Linked DNA regions of Rattus norvegicus: region 2 is linked to region 1. Evidence: chromatin contacts called from public Hi-C data. All regions are on one chromosome and are shown on one strand. Each heading gives the region's core, a stretch centred on a gene start, on an enhancer-like site or on the middle of the called end of the contact. The rest is flanking DNA. Distances are from core to core; before and after follow the strand shown. Region 1 has its middle 78 kb from the start of Rnu6-613. Region 2 overlaps Glis3 (GLIS family zinc finger 3).

What was found. A called contact is a pair of places that touch in the nucleus more often than the background predicts.
Region 2: a Hi-C map of the A7r5 cell line shows a contact between it and region 1, with 1.7 times the contacts expected there. The contact joins two enhancer-like sites. A contact is called at or near these places in 2 of 12 Hi-C or Micro-C datasets (the A7r5 cell line and the Rat2 cell line).

Annotation. Positions count from the first base shown.
Region 1 is chr1:235,304,376-235,309,225 of GRCr8, forward strand. No RefSeq gene overlaps it. Among named protein-coding and RNA genes, the nearest start is that of Rnu6-613, 78 kb to the right of the region's middle. Within about 2 kb of position 2,051, at least 16 of the 93 cell types and tissues checked have an H3K27ac peak or open chromatin away from gene starts, as enhancers often do. A contact at or near this core is called in the A7r5 cell line, where this site is marked.
Region 2 is chr1:235,410,675-235,415,524 of GRCr8, forward strand. Glis3 (GLIS family zinc finger 3) reads right to left here. Exons shown (of 11, transcript XM_039101395.2): 9 at 2,462-2,637. Among named protein-coding and RNA genes, the nearest start is that of Rnu6-613, 28 kb to the left of the region's middle. Within about 2 kb of position 2,832, at least 10 of the 93 cell types and tissues checked have an H3K27ac peak or open chromatin away from gene starts, as enhancers often do. A contact at or near this core is called in the A7r5 cell line, where this site is marked.

The DNA.
Region 1 (4,850 bases), core at 801-3,300:
CTTTATCGCTTCAACCTTCTAGATCTTAAGTTTGTGCAAGCATTTCCATTGTTATTGTCATTATAGCAGAGCTGTTCCCACACATTTACATACTTAAAACACAGGACTTTGTTCTAAAACCACTGTCTCTTCATTGCCCCTTGTGGTAGAGTAAAAGTACTATACTGATATTTTTTAATTTGTGTTCCAAAAGAAGGGGTTTCACCTGAAAGTTAATTTCAGAATAGTGGAGAGGACTAACACAAATCGGTCAGTCTACAGGGAACCTGGGAGCAGAATGTGCAGAAATACTGAGTAAAGAAAGCCAAAGACAGGACTGGAGAGATGGCTCAGAGGTTAAGAACACTGGCTGCTCTTCCAGAGGTCCTTCGTTCAATTCCCAGCAACCACATGGTGGCTCACAACCATCTCTGATGGGATCTGATGTCCTCTTCTGGTGTGTCTGAAATTGGGATACCCTTTCCCTCAAATGTGTCAGGGAGTTTGTTGAAATGTGTTTGCATATTTAAGAGAGTAAAGAAATGTTAAACTGAAAGCTCAAAGAGACTCGTCCTCCTTTCATATGTAAGCAATTACAATTTAACCAGGAATATGTGCATTCTACTGCTGTCTGAATGGGGACAGACTACCTGAGCTTACTTCAGAGAAACACAGGCTCAGGGGTACATTTGGAGTTTTTTTAATACGTGTAAAACTAGGGAATCAAGCCACAGCCTCTGGCCACACCAGGGAAGGTCTTCTCTGTCTCCAGCTCACACGGACCTGTTAGTTTATCAAAACAATCCGATCCCTGATTGTGGGAAAGATGCAGTGAAAGATTCAACATTGGTTCTGCCTTGTGATATATTCAAAGAATTACATACTAAGACAACGAACTGGAACATTGCCAGCCACCACTCTACCTTGCCTATCTGGGCACGCCACTCCATGCATCGAGAGGAGAAATCTGTTTTCCACTTCTTTCAATCTGGACAGCATTTGTGACTTGTTTTGGGCTCAAAGGATATGACATACATCTGGCTGTATCATCTCATTACATAGAACTTAAGATCTGTTCAAGATCTAAGATGCTCTACCAAAATACTCTACCACCCCTCTAGATAACGAAGTCAAACCATCCTCTAGCTATCCAAGCTTCCACATCTGAGGCACCAGACATAGGATGGAGCCATAGAGGGTGCTCCAACCCAGTAGAAATGTTTCTAGCTAGTGCTACACAGTAGAGAGGAGCCCTGCTTAAATCCCTGGTCCGTACAGCAAAAACCCCAAGTGTCCTATTTTTTAAGCCATTAACTTTGGGCTTGCCTATTACATGGAAGAATACATTAGAGATAGAAGATAGAAATAGAGACAGGCACTATGGAAGAGAAAGTATCCTAAAGGGAAGGTGAGAGGGATTCAGAGGAACAGAGTTTAAACTGAAGTTTGAAGGGATTGGCAGCTCCGGAGTCACATTTCCATAGTCTCCCACCACCACCACCACTCACCCTAAGATAGGAGCGCTTGTCCTCGAAGCAAAACTGCACAAATGAGAATTGATTAAAAATTTGTACAAGAAAAAGGCCTGATGGCCAGAATCTCTGCCACCTGGATAAGGTGATGGCCCTGAACCTTAGTCCTCAGTGTGCTCGTCCCCCTCCCCTCTGGTTGTTCTCTTTTCTTTACTGACATCTTTCCATTTCTCTTCAAACTTGCCCCTCAACTTACCCAACCACTTCTATTTCCTACCATAACATTCTAATATTTTCCCCATGTCTTAATTTTTATGACTTCAGAGAAGGAGTGCTTTTCCCTAGCAGGTACCCTTGAAGGGGTTGTGGAATTATATGGTGTCCAGTGTGCAATTAATTTGCTATGAAGAAGAAGAAGAAAAAAAAAGTGTGTGTGTGTGTGTGTGTGTGTGTGTGTGTGTGTGTGTGTGTGTGTGTTTCCTACAAGGGAAGCAATAAAAGTGACTTTTGCTAACTTTCTTCTCACAATTTCTAATGAGTCAACATGTGTTGAGGAGAAATTAGTCAGAGCAGAATGAATCCTGTTATGCAGCTCCACTTTTGTAAGCATGAGTCAGAGATTCCTCTGTGGCTGTGCCGTGAGTGCTGGGCTGTGATGAGAAGGATTGGGGGTAAAAGAACCCTTTCTTAAAAACTTAGAAAAATAGCAGAGAATCCCTCAGGGTGTGAAGAAGAAAAAGAACAAATGCTGTGGTCAGAATTTAGTTTCATTATTATGGGAAAATGCACGGCATTGCTCTCTCCTATCCCTCTACCCTGGTGAATGGCCATGACTCCTATTTGACCAGGTGAAGCCCCTATTGTACTACATAAAGTAAACAGAAGTGAGGTGAGAATTCAGCAGATCTGACCTCTCCACCACCCCCCCCCCAACACCTTTGACCATAATACCCTTCACATGCTTACTTTGTGTTGTCATCTTTGTAAAGCATTGAGTTGATAGAAGGGAGGAAGCTCAAGATGGATGAAACATTGCCTGTCTGCTCAAAGATTGGTGGAGATAATATCCAAGTGGGAATTAGTGGGGTGCCTGTATTCACAGGATGTTTGTGAGCAACACTGTACCTTCAGACTCGATAGGGCTTTGTTAAAACCTTATACTACGCAACACAGGATCTAGGTTAAAAAGTACGAGCTATCATCTTACTTTGAACAAGGGCACACACACTGTATTTCTGGAACTCCAAGTGGGAACCCATTGGCTAATTTATTCCAGAACGACAAGGTTTTTAAAGGCTGAAAACCAAAGGTAGTAGTAATACAAAGTAGTCCGAACACAATGAAGTTGGAAACATAGCATGTCAAGGCTGAGTTCACAGCCTTTGCTGTTGCACACAGTTTCAAGTACGCCTGGTAAAATGGATCTTTCCAGTAACTAATATTGTCAAGGTAGGGCAACAGTGTATTTGAATAGTCATAGTATTAAACACTCAAATTCTTTGATTTTTTTTTTTACAAACAAGATTGAATTTGTCAGTAGAAGGAGAAACATATGGGAGGGCACAGAAGTGGCAAGCAATTATTTTTAAGTTGGATATATTCAAACCTCACTTCGGCAAGGACCCAACCAGTAAATATCACTGTGGGAACGCTAACATGGAAACTGGTTTCCTCTTTGTTTATTTTGTATTGAATAAACATTGATGGGGAAGCTGTGTGCAGGGTGTTGTGCCTCCTACAGACCTGCTCATCCATCTGCCTGGTCAACCTTTCTGTGGAGATAGAGTTGCCAGGACCACAAACTCAGCGTGTCCAATTGAAACTCAGCTGGCCCCAAACCTGTTCAAGCCGTCTGTGTTTCCTATCTGGGTCTATGATGTCATCAGCATCCCAAATGCTCAAGTGTACCCTTGTCATCAACTTCAGCCTTCACCACCTCCATTGCAACTCCCCACACACCATACCAATGGCCAAATAGGATCACATCACTTCCCTGTTTCTATTTAATAGTTCTAGCAACTCCTTGCCTGGTCTGTTTAATCTCCTAGTAGGTAGTCTTTCCATAGGGACCTTGTGAGGTTTTTGCCACTATGTATTTATCTGTGTAGGGAACAGGTTAGCTATGGGAGGAGAGAGAGCTCTTTCTGCTCTGCTCTTGCTAATTTGAATAGGAGAAGACAGGAGAGAGCCAGGACAGAGCCCCAAAGCTACTTGCTCTGTTAAAAAAAAGAAGCCAACACATTTAGTCTTCATGCCTTGGGAGATACTTAGCTTTGGCCAGACACTCATATTCTCACCCTTCCTTCCAGTTAGCGCCACACCTCACAGCTTGTTACCCTGCCCCAGTCAAGGGCACGCTGGTTATAACTATAGATATATGCCTTGTCAGATAAAGGCTAGATTCCATTTAGAATCTAAGTCCAATCTAATTTTCTTCCACGTGCTAATCTCTCTGAGAAGATAGCTTAAGTATTTAAGTTCATGTAAGCCCTACATTTAGACTCGCATCTCTCGCACCTCAGAAACTGTTTCTCCACAGTTTTGTATCTCTAATAGGAATATTCTTTCTCCCATATTTATGTTTTAAATTCCTATTGAAACTGTGATGTCCTCCTCAACTGCTGTAGTCAGTATAAAGCTCTCTTTGCTCTAATACCTTGTCATCAGGTTTAATCCATAGCTTCCCCTGTGCATGAAACTGTGATCATATAGGTTCAGCTCCCTGCTCTCACTTTCAGCAGCTTGAGGCATTTCCCTAGAGTTTTAGGGATCTCCCTTTAGGCCAAAACAGAGTTCATGGCTTAGGGAATGTCAAGATTAGTCTGCTTATGAAGCAGAGATGGAGATTTTATTAAAGAAATTTGAATATAGGCTTCAGTTCAAGACTTGAGAGAAAGAGAATCACTAAAAAGAAATCCAGACACACCTATGTGTGACTCACACTGCACAGCCCATCAGCCTCACAACAGTCACACATAGGATTTTGAAGATACTATGTTTTAGTTACTTTTCTATTGTTATGAAGAGATACCACAACCAACACAACGTATAGAAGGAAGAGTTTATTATGTCTCACAGACTCAGAGGTTGAGTCCATCATGGCGGGGAGCACGGCAGCAGGCAGGCATAACACTGAACTCACATCTTGATTCATAAGCATGAAGCAGAGAGAGAACTAACTGAGAACGACAATGGTGTGAACTTTGGTAACCTCAATCACACACCACACACACCCCCGCCACCACCCCACCCCACCCCCGCAGTGACACAACTCCTACAACAAGGCCACACCTCCTAATCCTTTCCAAACAGTTCCATGAACTGGTAACAAAGTATTCAAATACATAATCCTATGGGAGACATTCTTATTCAAATCACCAAGATATCTTATACAGGTTT
Region 2 (4,850 bases), core at 1,582-4,081, 110 kb after region 1:
ACCTCATGAATTCTCGTGTTCTAGCTTATGGCTCTCGTGAACCTAATTTATGGTTGATAATAGCTGTTCCTCACTGGCTATAGAAGTTTTTAACAATTAAGAAAGTAGAAGTTGGGGCTGGGGATTTAGCTCAGTGGTAGAGCACTTACCTAGGAAGCGCAAGGCCCTGGGTTCGGTCCCCAGCTCCGAAAAAAAAGAACCAAAAAAAAGAAAGAAAGTAGAAGTTTTCTGTTTTAAAGCCCAACGTTTTCAAGCTGAAAATATACTCCTTATTTCCCTTTCAAAGGAGAAATGTAGAGAAAGGGTATTTTGACAAAGTAGCATGGAGGATATCCTCTGACTTCTCTTGCTGTATTATTTATTTGCTGAATGAGAAGGTGCCAATTACTTACCCAGTGAATACCTATTTGATGCCTCCTTTGCATCAAACACTATGCTTAGCCTGGAGTTACAAACACGATCCCTGTTCTCACAGCCTAACAACGAAAGGGAGAGGAGAAGGCAGCAAGGGAAGAAGGCTCACATGCCTGCCTGTGCCTGTTGTCTTATCACACTTGTCACAGTGATGAAAGGCCAGAGATGTCCACAGCAGAGACTGTGATCCCAGGCGTAAAACCCTGCACATGTACATACAGCTAGGAGTCCACAGGACTCCCACACCAACTGGCCTCCTTCATAACCCTCTTGTAAAGTTATGTTTACAAAGTAAGGTTCATGGAGGCAAGTCTTAGCCCAATTAAAAACAATCAGCATTTTAACTAAATTTCTTTCTGGTTAGTTTTCACACATACGTTAAGTTGTAATGTTCTAAAGATTTTTAAAAATTTTTCATAGTTATAAGTAAAACAGGATATACTACATTTGAGTGGACCTATGCTAGGGCTCACTGTGAATTGCCCCATTAGTCTATATGGCACCGGAAGGAAAGATCGGTGCCACTACAGGATGTCACTGACTGAGAAATACGCCCAGGTTTCAGCCACATTAAAATTTGGGCATTAAAACCACATTTCATGAAGGTGACCTACTCTGACTACCCTGACTTTTACAGGGCCATGGCCAGGCTGCCAAACCTCCCTTCCAGAGGGGTGCTAGTAGCTTTCCAGAACACAGTCTTGGGTCTCCCTTCATCAGAGAAGCTTCGTGACTGACCAGGAAGAGAACTCCTTTTTCTGGTTTTATAGACCCCACCCTATGCACTTGTAGCGGGCACTTAAAAAAACGTTTCCTGATATAATAGGTGTGTGAGAAGATGCTTATAAGAGGAAAGTAAAAAATCCCACTGAACTGAAGATGTCTAAGCTTTGCTGGGAAGCAGTAGACAACAAGCAGGAAAGGGGGAGACGGAAGGAGTTTTTGCCAGCGCCAGTGACCCTGGATTTCCAATGTCCACCATGGCTACAGATGAGCACTATCATTTTCCTGCCCCCTTCCTGCTGCTCAGGACTCTGCTTCCAACCTCTTGATCAAGTTCAGTACAATACTATTGGGGTCTACTATCTAGGGCCCTTGTTTACACTCACAGTAAACACTGTCTTGGGACACTGTTCATTAATTCCAAGTGATAACCCATATAAATATATGGTATTAATGAGAGGAGGGAGATGACTCACTTCTAGAATCATCTGGACTCTCAATGTACAGTATCATGTCTGCTTACATAGGATTCTGACATCAGGAAGCAAAACATTTGGCAGTTGGAGTCTGTATGACTTGGCGTTTGAGTTTTCTATGGAGGTCCACTAGGATATGTGCTTGAACTGGCAAAAGGAGTTTGATTAAAGAAAAGAAACTGAAGCAGACTCAGTCCTCAAAGCATGACCCTTTCTGAACATAAGGCTGACACAGAATGTAAGCCACTGTGATTTCTCTTTTCCTTATGTTCTCTCTTCCTGTATGAATATGCAGTCATTACAGGGCATGAAGAAATGAGCTGGGTTCCCTAAGAGATACGATGGCGAGTCAGACAACTCTGGTCTCAGAAGCTAGCTTATACGTTAATAAAGATGATAAGTTTCATTCAGATGAGGTACAAGATGGAGAGAATGAAAGTTCTACCCAAGACGCACAGATAGAATGCATGAAGTTTGGGGCTGGGGAGATGTCACACAGGGGAACCATGGAAGACTTGGACCTGGCTTATGGGAAGGAGTCAGCAGCCATGAACGGTGGTACTCCAGGGGCTTTCTTTTGCGTAGTCTCCTGATCATTCAACCTATTCTTGAGGTTTCACAACACGGGAACACCAATGATTGCCTTGGTTTGGTAACTATGGGTGTCATAAATCAGGTCAGCTGAGAAAAAGACTACAGATTTCATGCCAGAAAAGGGTGCTGTTTACATCTTAGGTCTGATGTAAAACAGAACATCTGGAACCCACATCTGGTCCCTAGGACACCTGACCGAAGGCAAGGGCAAAACACTGCCTTCAAAACTCCAAGGGCTGCCAGCTCCTGCTTACCGTGGACATGGATACCATTTGACTGAAAAGAAGAGTTGGTTTCTGGCTGGTAGGGCTTCAGGAGTGAGCCTGGTGGCTGCTGGGTGTGGGGAGCTTGTGCTCTCTGTAGCAGTGACTGAGGAGCTGGAACTCTTCCCGGGCTGATGTGGTGAGGAGATGGAGTCGGAGGTGCAAACCTGGGAAAAACGATTACAACAGGCAGCATGACCAACTCTTCAAAGCCTTCTGAGTCCCCGTTCTGGCCCTAAACAAGTATGACAATGTGCTCTTTCTAAAACCCTTTAGGACCCTCCTCTCTCTCGTCCAACCACTGACTGCTTCTCTGACACATAGAGGGAAGAAAAGACACCAACAAAGGAAACCTTAGTCACAGTTTGGGTTTGTCAGGCTTCTTAAACTGTATTTCAAACCCTCTGGGTTTTGTGAAATTCAAAGCACATCTTGTGCCAGGCCCTTTTCCTGCTAATTTTAAAACCCGTTCACATTTTAGGGGAAATTCGATTCATATGTTTCTGAGTCATTTACACTTAGCTCATAAACATTTTGTTTTGTAAGGCATATCTGAGGTCCAAGAAGTGTTATGGGTCCTTATTATGACCCCCTCTAACCAGAGTCTCCTTAAACAATACATTTTCTCTTGCCAAGAGTAAAATAACTTTAAACCTCAAAGGTCAAATATGCTTGAAACACAGAACCTGAGAGGTCGGCCTGGGTTCTGTGCTGGGTAAAGAGCATTCCTGCTGGTGTAGAAGGAATGTACTGTGGCATTTTTGTAGTAACGTGTAACAATCACAAGGTTGTTGGGTCTTTTGGTTTTGTTGAATGCAATTCCTTGCATATGCCAGGCAAGCACTCCACCATCGAGTGCTATCCCCAGCCTCAGCCTCAGAGTACGGCTTTCTGAAAGGAGATATACTGGTAATTTAAACAAGGAGAAATTACCAAGGAACCTTGGACAACTGTCTATTTATCTTCTCGTTCTGAGGGGAGACTGGCAGGTTCTGAGTCATGAGATTTAGAATAGCATTTACTGTCTAACGGCGAAGGACAGGAGACTTGAGAGAACAGACTTGCAGTTGGAAATGGTCACAGAGAAATTAAGAGGACGCTTACTTTGTTGGTTCAGCATGGGACAGTGATACTCATGGCAGAGAAGGAGGTAAGGGTCTTTCAATGTCGTGAGAATAAGCAGCAACGTAAGTCTTGATAAAAATATACTAGCAATGAAGCAAGTAACCTCCCCATAGTTCATCAACAGGAAAGCCTTTAGTTAGTTCCTGTTTAGACTATGTGGAAGAAAGGCTTCATTTTGAACTAGCAAATGCAGGTCATCATTGGTGACATCACTTATTTTATAGAAACAACTGAGTCCACAAGGCTGGGCTCTTGTGTAAGGACATAGCTGAGAAAAGGGGAAGGTGCATTAGACACATTTCCGAAGTTCATCCTAAAGGTCCTGAAGCAAAGTAATCTCGTAAATGGCAGCTTCAACATTTATGTGAAGGGAGTGAGAGCCTGGGAGACAATGCTGTGTTCACTTTGCGTTTCACTTGGGAAGTATGCTGATGCTATCTAAGAAGGCTGCAAAGGAACTAAGAGGAAGATGAGGGACTTAAGGCAAAGAGGTCAGAGTATATCAGCAAACCAGTTGTGATCAGATGCCTATCATCTGGTCACTTAGGTTTTTATTCTATGGGAGGAGAAGAGCAGCTGTGTGTCCTGTGCCGGTACATCTGCACTTCTCAAAACACTGCCTCTTAATTGGGCTTAACCCGAAAGGCAATGCTGAGTGGCCCCAGGAGAAAACAAATCCTGGCACTACCCTGAGAACATCTAGTAAAACACACAAGCCAGGATTCCCCATATGGAGGCTATTTTCTGGAGAACACGTCCTTATTGTGTCTCCAAAGTAGCTCTGAGCTTGTAGGAGAGGAATGAGAAGTTATGAAATCAGAGAGTCTGAAGAGATAGAGTCTGCACTGGCATCCAATCCTAAATGGGGCCTGTTCTTCTGCTCCTCTGGGCCGAAGGGAGAAAGGATTTGAGTAGCAAGGTCACCTATGTCATTATCACACAATCATACTGATGTTTCAACTTTGGGAGACAACGTCATTAAGACCCAATGGCTCTCTTGTTTCACTTCTTTATTTGAGAGTAAAAGACACAAGGAGCTAGAGGGCCTTCTGGTCTACCCTTCTGGTATATCTGCTATCTTCTGTCAGTCTATGACCAAAGAACAAAGTGATGAGGGGACAGACAAGTTGGGACTATCTGGGGAACCCAGTACAATCTGAGGACATAACCTACCCCAAACAACAAGATACATCTGACTCACATAAGATGAACTAGTAAGGAGTAGAGATGATGATGGACAAAGAATACGGAATCT